Regions from separate parts of the Danio rerio genome. Here region 2 is linked to region 1. Evidence: chromatin contacts called from public Hi-C data. All regions are on one chromosome and are shown on one strand. The core of a region is the stretch at or near the end of the contact, and the rest is flanking DNA. Distances in the headings are between cores, read along the strand shown. Region 1 holds the start of nr2f1a (nuclear receptor subfamily 2, group F, member 1a). Region 2 overlaps arb2a (ARB2 cotranscriptional regulator A).

Region 1 (6,244 bases), core at 1,418-3,917:
CCATTCCACTGCACTGAAGAGCAGACGAGCTGCAAGCTCACAGATGTTCTCGATCCCCATAATATTATTGGGCTGCATGCACTGGCTGCCATAGCGAGACGTAGGATAAGGCTCGGCCCGAAGTAGTAACGAGATGTATCCGGAGAGATAGCAATGACCGTTCAGAGGATCCCCATTCGTTAGCGCATACTGGCCCGGGTTCGGTTGGGTTGGAGGCATTCTTCCTCGCTGAACCGCTGACAAAAAGAAAGAAAGGGAGAGGAAATGTACATCCAGAACTGAGAAACATCATTGATGTGGAAGCTTTACTTCGAGTGCATGAGCAGTCTAGACTGCTGTTTATCATATACGAAATTGCAACAAAATTGCACAATATTTAATATTTATTTGTGAGGCATTGCGTTTCGAAGAAAAATCTTTTCACATGGTCCTTGTATCCCTACTAACCTCATTTATTATTGGATGGTAAATGTTTACCTTTGTATATGGACAGAATATGGAGACATACAAACGCTAGCTATCTCTCTCTCACTCGCTGTGTTTGTGTCTATTTATGTCTCCACAAACACGCGCACGCACATGAAAATTCGTTTGAAATGTTATTTTGTAGTTTTATAGGCATGTAGCAAACATTACAGTGGACAAAACGGGTTTAAATCTCGACTTCAGTAGAATTAGTTCACTGCCACTGACATCTGTCTGATTATAAATGCTATACTGTAATAATATTATATGTAATACTTGTAATATACGTATGTGTAGGTTTACGTGTAGTAACACGTTTCCAGGCAATTTAATAATGAGTACTAACTCTGGAACAGTGAAAATGTCCACAAACGAGTACGAAGAGTTTGTTTTCATTATTAAATTCAAGTAAAAAATAAATGAATAAAAATAAACAGGACAAAGGGCACGTGTTAAGTTTTTAAAAGAATCTAAATATTATCAATAGCAGTTTCGCACTACTCGTTATTAAGACTAGAGTGTAAGTTGTAAAGGCCATTGTTCACATACAGCTTAGGCTGAGAGGGGACAGACAGGCCTCTCTGAACGTTTACTCTAGGCTACGGCGTGAAAACAGACTTGTACATCTTACTTCGAGAGATAAACATAGGCTATAGCTTCTTATTTCAATAGGGTACACTATATGTGCATGTGAACGTAGTTAGCTTTTTCGTCTTTCAGCACACACGTAAAAGCACGTAGGCTTAGCTACACACTTAATCTTTATCTTTCTTTTTGACACACACAGTGTTTACTGGGTGACTTTATAATATATATTGTTATTTGCGAGTTGAAATTGGTGCATACGATATTTGCCAATCTATGTAAAAAAAACTATAATAGATCCATGCTGATCTTGCATATATACGCGTGTATTTACAAACGCGCCCTCTGACACTCTTTAGCAATAATTCAATACGATAGTATTTTGCGTTTGCATATTAATATTGCGAGGTCTGCATAACCTTGCTTTAAACAATAAACCTGTTTGTGTAGCAAGTGTGATGTATTCAGAAAAATATATTCACCTTCCCGCCGCATGCCCACTTTTAAACACTTCTTCAGCCGACAATATTGGCACTGATTACGATGGTGTTGGTCAATAGGACAGTTCCTGTTGGCACGACATGTATATGTTAAGTTCCTTCGGACACTCCTCTTGAAGAAACTTTTGCATCCTTCGCAGGTGAATTGACCATAGTGCTTGCCGCTTGATTTGTCCCCGCAAACAACACATTCTATATGCTGTTGACTCTGTCCAGAATTCTGGCTGCCCTTGTCGCCAGCCGTCCCTGGTGTGGACGGAGGTCCTGGCTGACTGGGGGTCTGCGGAGTGTGTGGTGCCGCTGACGCCGCCTGCTGTTGCTCCCTCGCCGGCTGAGCTGCTGGATTGGGGCCGCTCGGAGGTCCTCCAGCCACGTCTTCCTGCGGATCTCGCCAGACGCTAACTACCATTGCCATATCTCGGGCCCGAAAAGTGCTTTCAAGCGAACTGGTCGCTCGGATATCGGAGCAGGGAAAAGGGAAGTCTTGGACGAACGGCAGCGCGAATTCAAATCGGAGCACTCAATCTCATAGGGAAAAAAGTAGAAGCAGAAAATGGTCAATACATTCAAAATACCGGAGTCGATAGAAAGGCACCCGATCAGGATATGCAGTTGTCGGGAGGCCAGTTCCAAGGTAAATTGCAGTCAGCCATTCGGGAACCCAATCGTGAATGAAGAAAGCGATCCCAGACGTAATATAAAAAAAAACAGTTTTCTTAAAAAATACCGCAGTAAAAAACAAAATCTTCACGTTGAAGCAAAAATAATAGCTTTCTGGTGGACCGCAGATCCAAAGTGCTGTGCAAAATAAATTCCCCTCTTTTTTCTTCCTTGCTCCTCTCTCCGTCTTCGCGGTTGGAGAGGAGGAAACACTGAAGAACGGATTTCTCTATCTATGTTCATGAATAAAGCTCATCTGGTCCAGCGAAAAAAAGCAACGTCGCCCGACTGGCTATGTAGTTTCACCTCTCCAGTAGGAAAAGAAAAGAAAAAAAGCAACTAATGGAATATGTAAGAAGCAGAGACCCAAAAAGAATGCGTTTTAACGGGAGTACCAGCGGAGCAATGTTTCCGAAACGGAGATCTGCGCGAATGTCTGTATATAGTGAACTTTGACACTACTATTGAAACTGACACGTTTCTATGGAGATCGCTGCGCCTTATATGGTGCTCGTGTCAAGGAGCCAAGAGAGGGGCTGCTGGCAACTGATAATCAAAGGCGACTGACTGGTCAGAACCCTGCATCGAGGGGGGAGAGAGAAAATGGGAGGCTAAGGTTAGCCAAGCCTCCTTCACTCCATTGGTTAGAGTCCTCGCTCCTCGCTACCTACGACTGAGGGCTCTGACAAGCACAATTTACATTGCTCTCGCCCCTGCGCTGCTATTTACTTTGAAACCCGATTAGAATGGACCGTCTATTGTCACAAAAAAAGAGGAAGAAACCCCAGAAAGAAGCGGCGAAAAGCGGGATGAAAGCAATGAGCGAACTACGCGCACGTGAAAAATAAACAAATGCGTGTGAGGCAAAAGGACTGGTGCGAACCTCACAAAGTTGAAAGTGTTTTGTTCAAAGCCCTAGTCTTAATTACACAAAAACACCGTAACGGCGTCCAGATTTGAACTATGAAGGTCCCATTAATGTTTAACGCAATTTGACAGACCGATATAGCCCACCGACTCGAAATTGCGTATCGATGTATAAAATTCGCTTTTACGTGTCAATATTACACTTAATCCTCAGCACAACGATTAAATTAAAAAGCACCGGGAAGCGCGATGACTACCACTAGTTTGACTAGAGGGATATATCAGTATAGGCTATAACGGAATGTTTTCTCAGTGATAGGAAACATATCAAGCAGTAAACCAGGGCACAAAAGAGGAATCAAAGTATAATGATATTGAAAAATAGAAAAATACATCGATGGATCCATCCATGTTTTAACATATTTATTAACGAGGGAAGTTTTGGTATAATGCGCAGGGAAACCGGCTTTTTGAGCATGAATGCTGAAGGCTGCGCTGTACAGACTTATAATGTCTGGATCGGGCTGCCATCTAGCGTACAGTAGACAATTACAGCGACATGAAAAATTAGTAATTTATTGTCATTTAAAGCATGTTTCCAAATGTAACTCGTAGACAAATTGCGCGGTGGGATGAATGTTTCTGATTTTTTTTAGTGAAGTAGGCTATTAAAAACATCAGATTTAAAAGTATTTTGATTATGTTTTGCAGGAACTTGTTTAGCATCAAGTTTATTTTTATTTTTTATCAATGTCTCCACTTGAGATGCTTATTTTATTTTTGTTTTCGGAGAAAAGCTTTTTGGCCTCTTATTAGCGGACAAAACAGCAATGTTTAAAATTCAAGTATTTAATAAATATTTTAGTAGCCTTTATCACCTATCACCTATTTTTACCATAAGTTTTTTTTTTTTTTTTTTTGTACAAACAATGCATCAAAGTCCAAAACTGTGTAAGTGAAGTTAAGAGGAAACAAAACCCCGATACCCGACCGTTCAAGAAACCCTCTAGTTACAAAAAGGTAGCTTATTTTCAACTCGACCGCGGAGCTTCTCCGTCCCTCCACAAACAGATCCATAGAAACACACGCTGTTGTCCTCTGTTCATTGCAAAGGTGAAACGAATAAGATTAAAACGAACAAAGAGAAACTTCTGTAAGTGTACCATCAAGGTTTTACTCCACAGATAGGGAAGAGAGCGAGAGGGGAGAGAGGGAGAGGGACAGCGAATGGGAACACAAGGCACGCATGAAAACAGCACTGAAGAAACGGTAAAGTGGACACTTGGACATTCAAAGTGCGAGCGCCCAGCGACTGGTTGGTATTAGCTACTTAGGATCGGTGATTTCTCAGTTTGGTCCGTGTTCGAAAGGTAGGTACTTTTAACACTTTATTTAATCCCAAATTTAGTTGCAATTCATATAGATATAGACAGCAATGTGTGTAAACTTGTATCAAACTTAAATATAAAAACCTATCAAACAGATAACGTTAGACTGTCAGGTATAAGCAATATGAATATAGTCCACGGGCGATCGGTAGACCGAATTCCGTCGATCACTTGCACTAGTCTACTCAATCTGAAATAAAGAGAAAAAAACAAGAGGAACACTAAGAATGTAGTGATTCTGAACATGACTGAACGTTCGACTTTAAGAAGTGGCTTTTCACCTGTGCTATTCGTCTTGCATGATCTCGTAATGGGAAGATCGATAGCAGTCTGTTTGTCTAAGTGATAATGTCAACGGATTAAAAGGACGATTATACGATAGACCTGTTCTGAATAAAGTAGGACTGACTCGTGTACTACACTTAACAATTCTGAAAAGTTGGAAAAACTGATAAAATAAGTATAAACCGATAAACAATAAAGTAAGTATGAAGCAATTAAATCAGATCTAAAAAATGCTTTACAACTATGTCTACCCCAATGACTGCTCATGTCTTTCTTTAAATTACATATAAACATACTTAAAGCTTTGCAAAATAAGAATATAGAAAACACATTCACTATATATGATTAACTATTATTTATTTTGTATGCATTTATTTTTTTCTCTCATATTTATTTTAGAGTTAGGCCAGAAGTTAATGCAAATTAATCATCAAAAGCATTTGTCATGAGCTGTAATGAACGTTTATTGACAGACATGAACTAAAATAACATGTAAACTAATGTTTGAAAAGTTTGTTGCAGTGGATTCACGTGACTATATAAAGGTTAACCATAAACTAACAATGACCGAAAAATTGCTAACTATTTAGATGATGCTACAAGTACCAATATATTACCTGTTTGAAATCAGTGATGGTTTAAGAGGTACGCTTTGTGCTATATTATCACGTTTGATAAAATTTCTACAACAACAACAATGCTAATAAAAGTGATGATAATAAATTGCTTCAAAGCACCTCATGCAATTTGTAATATGATGTTATGTTTCTTAATGTACGTGCACCTCGTTGAAAATAGCAATAAACAAAATATACCATTTTGTATAATGCATGCTCTCGAAGAGCAGTTCGAGTAATAAAATCCCACGAATGGCGGACCTCCTACAAAGTAAGCACGGATGTAAATACGCTAGGGTTAGGTGGTATAAACACTGGACACAGCAGGGATAAACTATATTTGATTTTCCTCGTTTTAGACACCTGATGTTGCATTTAACTAAAGTCATATTGAGATTAAAATAAATCTAAGGGATATCATTTCTGTTTGCTTGCATTTAGTACGTAGAGAAGTAAAAGTAAACGCAATTTTCACTACATTTCTAAGATTTTGTAGTGTATATATTAAATGCTATATTGTAAAGACGTTTGGATTGTTTGTGCTGCTGAATAGCAGGCCTACCTTGAGTATTTAACACTTATGTCGTATGTACAAATAAGTTAACCTACATTGTAATAAATAGCACAAACGTAAGCCATAAATTAATAAAATTATTATTTGATACAGAAAAAGTAATCATTAAAGCAATATGCCAAATCTTTATGTAAAGTATATTATTACTACTTTGCAAGCAAAACAACACGTTTTTATTTTTAAAGAAAAATAAATATTGTTCTTATGATGTGCTTTTGAGGATATCTGAGTGTTGCCTTGAAGAGTTTAACGTAAAAGCAAGACATTTTACTCTTTCGTTCATAGATGTATTTCCTCTGTCTA
Region 2 (6,244 bases), core at 2,160-4,659, 140 kb before region 1:
AGATGTTAGAAATGAGTTATTAAAACTATTATGTTTAGAAAAAATATACAGGGGGGCTAATAATTCTGACTTGAACTGTATATATTTTAATATTGATAATTAGAAATGTGTCTTGATCACCCGGTAATCACTTTTAGACTGGTTTTGGACTTAGGAAAAACTATAGCTCTAAAAAATAAGTTCAAATGTAAGACATGTTAAATCTGAAAGTTTTATGACATTAATATTTTTAATAAAATAAATGCAGACTTTGTAAGCACCAAACTCTTTCTAAAAACATGTACATTTGTGATAATATATACTGTATGTACTAGATTAAAAAAAATAAATAAATAGAAACATTTTATGAAGCATTTTACAAAGATATTGTTTTGTAGCTGATTTATTTCTAGTTTAGTGGTTTAAAATTAATCTGTCAATTGATGTGGAAACCTATAAGTGACATTAGAATAAAAGTAAGACGTTCAAAAAGTGGATCTTTGAATCAGTGGCAGCTGACCAATTGAAAACGATGCTAAATCAACAACTGCCCACCAACAGTTGTAGCTAGCTGAATGAGCCGCACTACATGTGAAGATACAAACAAAGACTGAAGGCACAAAAGGAGAGTTTGCAGTGATGATACGCACTCCCACACTTGTTGGTACAGTGTGCAGACTCCGCTCTCTCTCCAGGGTTCAAGGCACTGCAGGATCAATGCAGAACGGGTCCAAAATGAGGGGCCCCATCAGCCTTTTATCATCCAAACTGAGATCTCTCCTCATGGGCCCTGTGCCAGGCACAGCTGCTCCAGGGCCCCTCTTTCTCTGATGAGCACAAAAATGGGAGCGCACACACTCGAACACTGCTGGTGCACTATCTGTGCATTTAATTCTTCATCAATACGCTGCCAGATATCTAAAATAAAGCATATTTGTTATACATCAAGGCTCATTCACACCGAAAATCTACATGAATTCAGTATATAGCATTCTGCTTATTCTGGTTTAAATGCTTGTGCCCTTGAAAGTAGGATCAGTTTTGACATTTGTATTATTCATCAGATTTAAAAAAAAAAAAAAAAAAAAAAGCAAAGACAAATTCCAGCAATGATTTTTATTTTTATTTTTTTGAGTTGTTATTGTATTTGTAGTATCTAGTAATTGAGTACGCCCCATTTTGAATATTAATATTTTTATCCATTTGTAAGTGAATATAGTTAATTTATTTTGGTGCGTTTGAACAAAACTAATTTATTAAATAGATGCATTTATTAAATAATATTTTAGTCACCAAACATTTTAAAGAATATAAAGATTACATATTTAAACATTATGTGAAAAAAGAAAAATGAAGTAGTGGGGTGGTGGGGGTGAGTATAACAAACTACAAAAAAAAAAAAAAAAAAAAAAAAAATTTTTTTTTTCCCTGATATTTTCCTAACAATCCAATTATTAAACCTCCTCAAATGATTAGCCGCACTGTTTTTTTTCCCCCCAATTTCTGTTAAACAGAGATTTTTTTTTTTTTTTCTAAACATAATTGTAGAGTAATCTGTAATAACTGATTTAGGTTATCTTTGCCATGATGACAGCTCATGATATTTGACTAGTTATTTTTCAAAAGACTTCTATACAGCTTAAAGGCTTAATTAGGTTAATTAGGCAAGTTGGGGTCATTAGGCAAATTATTGTATAACTATGGTTTGTTCTGTGGACTTTCGAAAACAAAATAGCTTAAAGGTGCTAATAAGTTTAAATAAGCTTATAAAATAAAAAATATATGTATAAAATATTAAAATAATAAATAAGTTTAAGCTTAATGTTTTAAAAAAATAAAAACTGATTTTATTCTAGCTAAAAAAACAAATAAGACTCTTTTCAGAAGAAAAAAGTATATATATATTATTAGACATACTGTAAAAATTTCCTTGCTCTGTTCAGCATCATTTGAAAAATATTTACATTTACATTTACATTTAGTCATTTAGCAGAAGCTTTTATCCAAAGCGACTTACAAATGAGGACAAGGAAGCAATTTACACAACTATAAGAGCAACAATGAATTAGTGCTATAGGCAAGTTTCAGGTCTGTAAAGTCTAAGAAGGAAAGTATTAGTAGTACTAGTATTTTTATTCATTTATTTTATTAATTTTTTTTTTTGAGTACATTTAGTGTGATATTCAGAGAGGCAATTGCAGATTAGGAAGTGAAGTGGAGACTGGAGCTTCCTTTAAAAAAGGAAAAAAAAATATTCAAAGGGGGTTTAATGTATAAATGTGTGTGTACTAATTTTAAACTATTATCTTATTTTGTTAGATAAGCTCCAGATTTGGCTTCTGTACTGGCTAATCAAATGTATATGCACAAATATAATATTGTATAACTTCCTATAGAAAATATACATTTAAATGAAAGATTTGTGGGGGGTGTACTCAAATATGTTGAGCTTTCTATTTAATCATTTACTTTTTTTACTTATCATACTTGGTATGAACTGTCTTTACTCCAAACTCCTAGTTAGAGTAATGTAATTGAGTTTATATACAATTAATGTTGAGGTCAAGAAGAAATTCCATCATCCTACCATGTCTAACATGTAAACCTTTGACAATTATTCTTTGGCAGTATTTTGGTACAGTAATAGGATCAGATAGTAACGTTATAGCACTGCCAAGAACATGGTAATATGTTGGTATGTATTGATAATTGAAGCATAAACAGTTCTGAAGGCCTTAAAGAGCTTCAAACCTCAGGAGTCGCCTGTGTGTGGCCTTTATTCGACAGTGACTGATGCCCAAGCGCCCCCCACGCCTGTGCCCCCTTCACTTGCTCTTTCACTCATCCTGCCCCCATGTTTCCCTCTTTTCCTCTTGTTTTCCATGAGTGCAAGCTCGACACAGCACCGCTGCCTTTCCTGGCACGCCGCTCCTTATCCTCTCGCTTTTGTTTCCAGTAGGTGTCAAACGCTCACTGCTTGTGCTGTGTCAGTAAATATTTACCCGGCTTCCTTTTCCTCGCCCGCCTTTGCTGACGTGTGTATGTGTATGTGTGTGTGTCTGTCCATAGTTGCCCCATCCCCACTCACATAGGTCCACTGATACCCCATTCTGGCCCAGCCTTTCCGGGACAACACTCTGGCCGATGTCATCCTTTACACGTGGCGTTCCACTCAGCAACTGGAAGTAGAAGAGGAAGTTATTGCCACTTTCTGTCCACTTACTAGTGTGCATAAATCAAAACCTGCCTGTCAAGCTCCACTGCGGTGCCTATAAATGCACATGTACCTAGAATATACTCCTGGCTGGACGTTTGCAGGGGTCAGATATATCCACACAGACGCACACGCTGCCTCCCCAGGGCCTCATAGTGTCCTGGTGCTTAGGGTTTCCTTCCTGCCCCAAAGACAAAGGACGGGCAGGCGCTGAGGCCCAGGCTTCAAAGCAGGGGAAGACACGAGTGTTGTCTTTTCCTGTGCAGGGTGTCGGAGCTCCAGGACTGCTGCCGCTGTTTTTTCAGCCTGAGAGGGGGGCCGGAGGAATGAGGGCTGGCCTGTGGCCTCTTGGACCTGGAGAATGAGGAAAGGCCACCTCCTTTGGAGCCCCTCTTGGCTCCGGAGGTTAGATGGTCTTAGTGGGGTCAGCACAATGCTATCAAAGGATGCTGAGATTAGTGTGACACCATTGAACTTTCAAACCAAACAGCATTTATTTGAAGGAAAGTCAACAAATTTGTATTATTTTCAGTCAGCAGGTTGTACAAAAATTTGTTTGTCACATACATATTGCATAAATTAGACTTTAAACTGTGCACTTATATTAGACTGTCGGTTCAAGACTTGCCGGCGGCGAGTCAAAGTCAGGTGATTGAAAAGCTACTGTGAGGCTACTTTTTTTGCAGTGTGCTTCATCGGCTCTAGTCTGGCTAACAATCCAGTTTACCCAAATCAGCAAGTTGCATCGACCAGGGCTGTTGATGTTACTGTAGTTACTCTGATTGGGTGTTCAGTTTAGCGAACAAGCAGAAGTGATTTAAGTGAGCAAAGACGCTTAAATGGTCCCAACCGAAGACTGCTTAAGCATTTATTGTGCACATAATTCCATAACCATTTAGATGTCTGGAGTGAACGAGTGATCATTGGTCATTTTCAAGATGATTAGCAAGTGCTACTTTCTTTATAGCTTTTATATTTACACTGATTATACCTGTTTTGAATGAGTAATATAGATTATTGAGACTCGTTGATGTGGTAATTACTTTAGAAAAATGCACAGACCAAATGCTATATATATATGTATATATATATATATATATATATATATATATATATATATATATATACACAGTTAAAGTCAGAATTATTAGCCCCCCCTTTGATTTATTTATTTATTTTTTTCTTTTTCAAGTATTTCCCAAATAATGTTTAACAGAGCAAGGACATTTTCACAGTATTTCTGATAATATTTTTTCTTCTGGAGAAAGTGTTATTTGATTTATTTCAGCTAGAATAAAAGCAGTTTTTAGTTTTTAAAAAAAAAGCATTTTAGGGTCAAAATTATTAGCCCCTTTAAGCTACTTTTATTTTTAACAGACTACAGAACAAATCATCGTTATGCAGTGACTTGCTTAATTACCCTAACCTGCCTAGTTAAACTAATTAACCTAGTTAAGCATTTAAATGTCACTTTAAGCATTGAACATTTTAAGCTCACTTCGGATTTTTTCTGTAGACCAATGTAAATGTCAACATTATTATCGTATTGAAGTCTGAAAAATGAAATGAGCTATTGCTCAATGTTGGAGGCGTCTGTAGGTTATTTATTTTTTTCCATGGTGCAACATTTAAGCAAACCATAACTTTATATGATTTACACTATAGGAGGTTTTAACGTTCTCTCGTTTTCTGAGATTATTAGATCCTGTCATCGCCACCAAATTTCTTAAGGCTTTTGATATTCATACGTTCTTAAGAGTTTCTTCCTGCAAGTGTCCAAATATGTTTTAGGGCCAGTTTAGATGCTTGCCAAGACATACTGCTGTTATGCGGATGTGCATGTATGTAAGCTGTGCGCGCTGTGCATCTATGCACAGTGTTGGCCCTCTCTCGCCGGTCGTAATTGGACAGTTAATCAATCAAATATTTAAGCTTCATTTTACCACGCAGTGGGATGTCCAGATTATGGCAGCAGTTTGGATGCATTAGTCTGGACTCAGCACCGATGCTAAGAGCATGGCTTCCTGAATCAGCCCGCATCTGGATTCACCCGCACGTGTGTGTGTGTGTGTGTGTGTGTGTATCAGCACTGTCTTTCCTCACCATGGTAATTGCTGCTTTTTCATGGTGCTATTTGTTGGTAAGCACGTTGCTTTTTTAAAGCCAATGTTATTTATTTATCTCTTAGCTACTTTATTCCTCTCTCATTCTTCTGGGAATGTGTTGAGTGTTTTTTTTTTCTCCCTGCCTCCAGGGACGCCATTGTGGATTACCATTCAGTTCTCACCTAATTATCTGGTGACTTGCACTGCCTTTGACACGTAATTATCAAAGCCCTAAATAATTGTCTTATTGCTTGTGTGTTTGCATGTAAGTCTCGTGGAGAGCGTTCGCTTTTGTCGCTGGGACGGCTGAAATGGCGGAGTATTTATCGCCGCACGAGAGTCGCCTCCCCGCTTTTCTTATCGTTAAACTCTCCTTTTTGCATGTGTGTGTGTGTTTCACACTATTCTGAGTTCCCAAATGCAGCAGCAAATATAAAAAGCTGCTCTATTGCGGTCAGCTTCATTAAGGAAAATGCGATTTCCAACAACTGAAGTCGAGCAATTAGCTCACTACGTGACGTGAAGCCACTTAAAGTGCTAAATGTTGTATTTTACAGTAGAGGTCATTGAAGAGGTCAAGCAGAGGGGAAGAGTGAGAGAATGGGGGAAGGGGGGGCAAGGATATATGACAACGGGGGTATTTTGTCCTCATCAGCTGCAGGATTTAGCCGCTATCGGATGGACCATTTCGTCTAGCTGGTCCAGAATCATCCTTGTGTCTTTAATTGGGTTTCTACTGATTGGGGTCTCATAGCAACTGGACTGTGTAGTAAAGACGGATGAAGAGAAAAGCCTTAATGGAGCTTATCCGGAGAAAAAGAAGGGAAATCTGCTGTCTACAGAGGTTTCCTGCTGGCAGTCCTTGATACTGTTTGACCGAATGTCACCGATGACCATTTACCATATCGTAGCACTTACAAAATCACCCCTTATAAACAATATATTA

Evidence for each region. A called contact is a pair of places that touch in the nucleus more often than the background predicts.
Region 2: a Hi-C map of embryo shows a contact between it and region 1, with 2.2 times the contacts expected there. The contact joins the enhancer-like site here to the promoter of nr2f1a in region 1. A contact is called at or near these places in 7 of 18 Hi-C or Micro-C datasets (caudal fin, embryo, fibroblasts and 2 more) and 3 of 4 datasets of contacts at active chromatin or transcription factors (caudal fin, embryo and pancreas).

Annotation. Positions count from the first base shown.
Region 1 is chr5:53,812,484-53,818,727 of GRCz12tu, reverse strand. nr2f1a (nuclear receptor subfamily 2, group F, member 1a) reads right to left here and starts at 2,667. Exons shown (of 3, transcript NM_131180.1): 1 at 1,533-2,667; 2 at 1-236. The coding sequence starts at 1,965. It overlaps linc.0464 (lincRNA gene 0464), which reads left to right and starts at 4,354. Exons shown (of 3, transcript XR_223641.6): 1 at 4,354-4,447.
Region 2 is chr5:53,949,621-53,955,864 of GRCz12tu, reverse strand. All of the region lies in intron 8 of arb2a (ARB2 cotranscriptional regulator A), which reads left to right. Among named protein-coding and RNA genes, the nearest start is that of nr2f1a, 140 kb to the right of the region's middle. Within about 2 kb of position 3,409, at least 18 of the 62 cell types and tissues checked have an H3K27ac peak or open chromatin away from gene starts, as enhancers often do.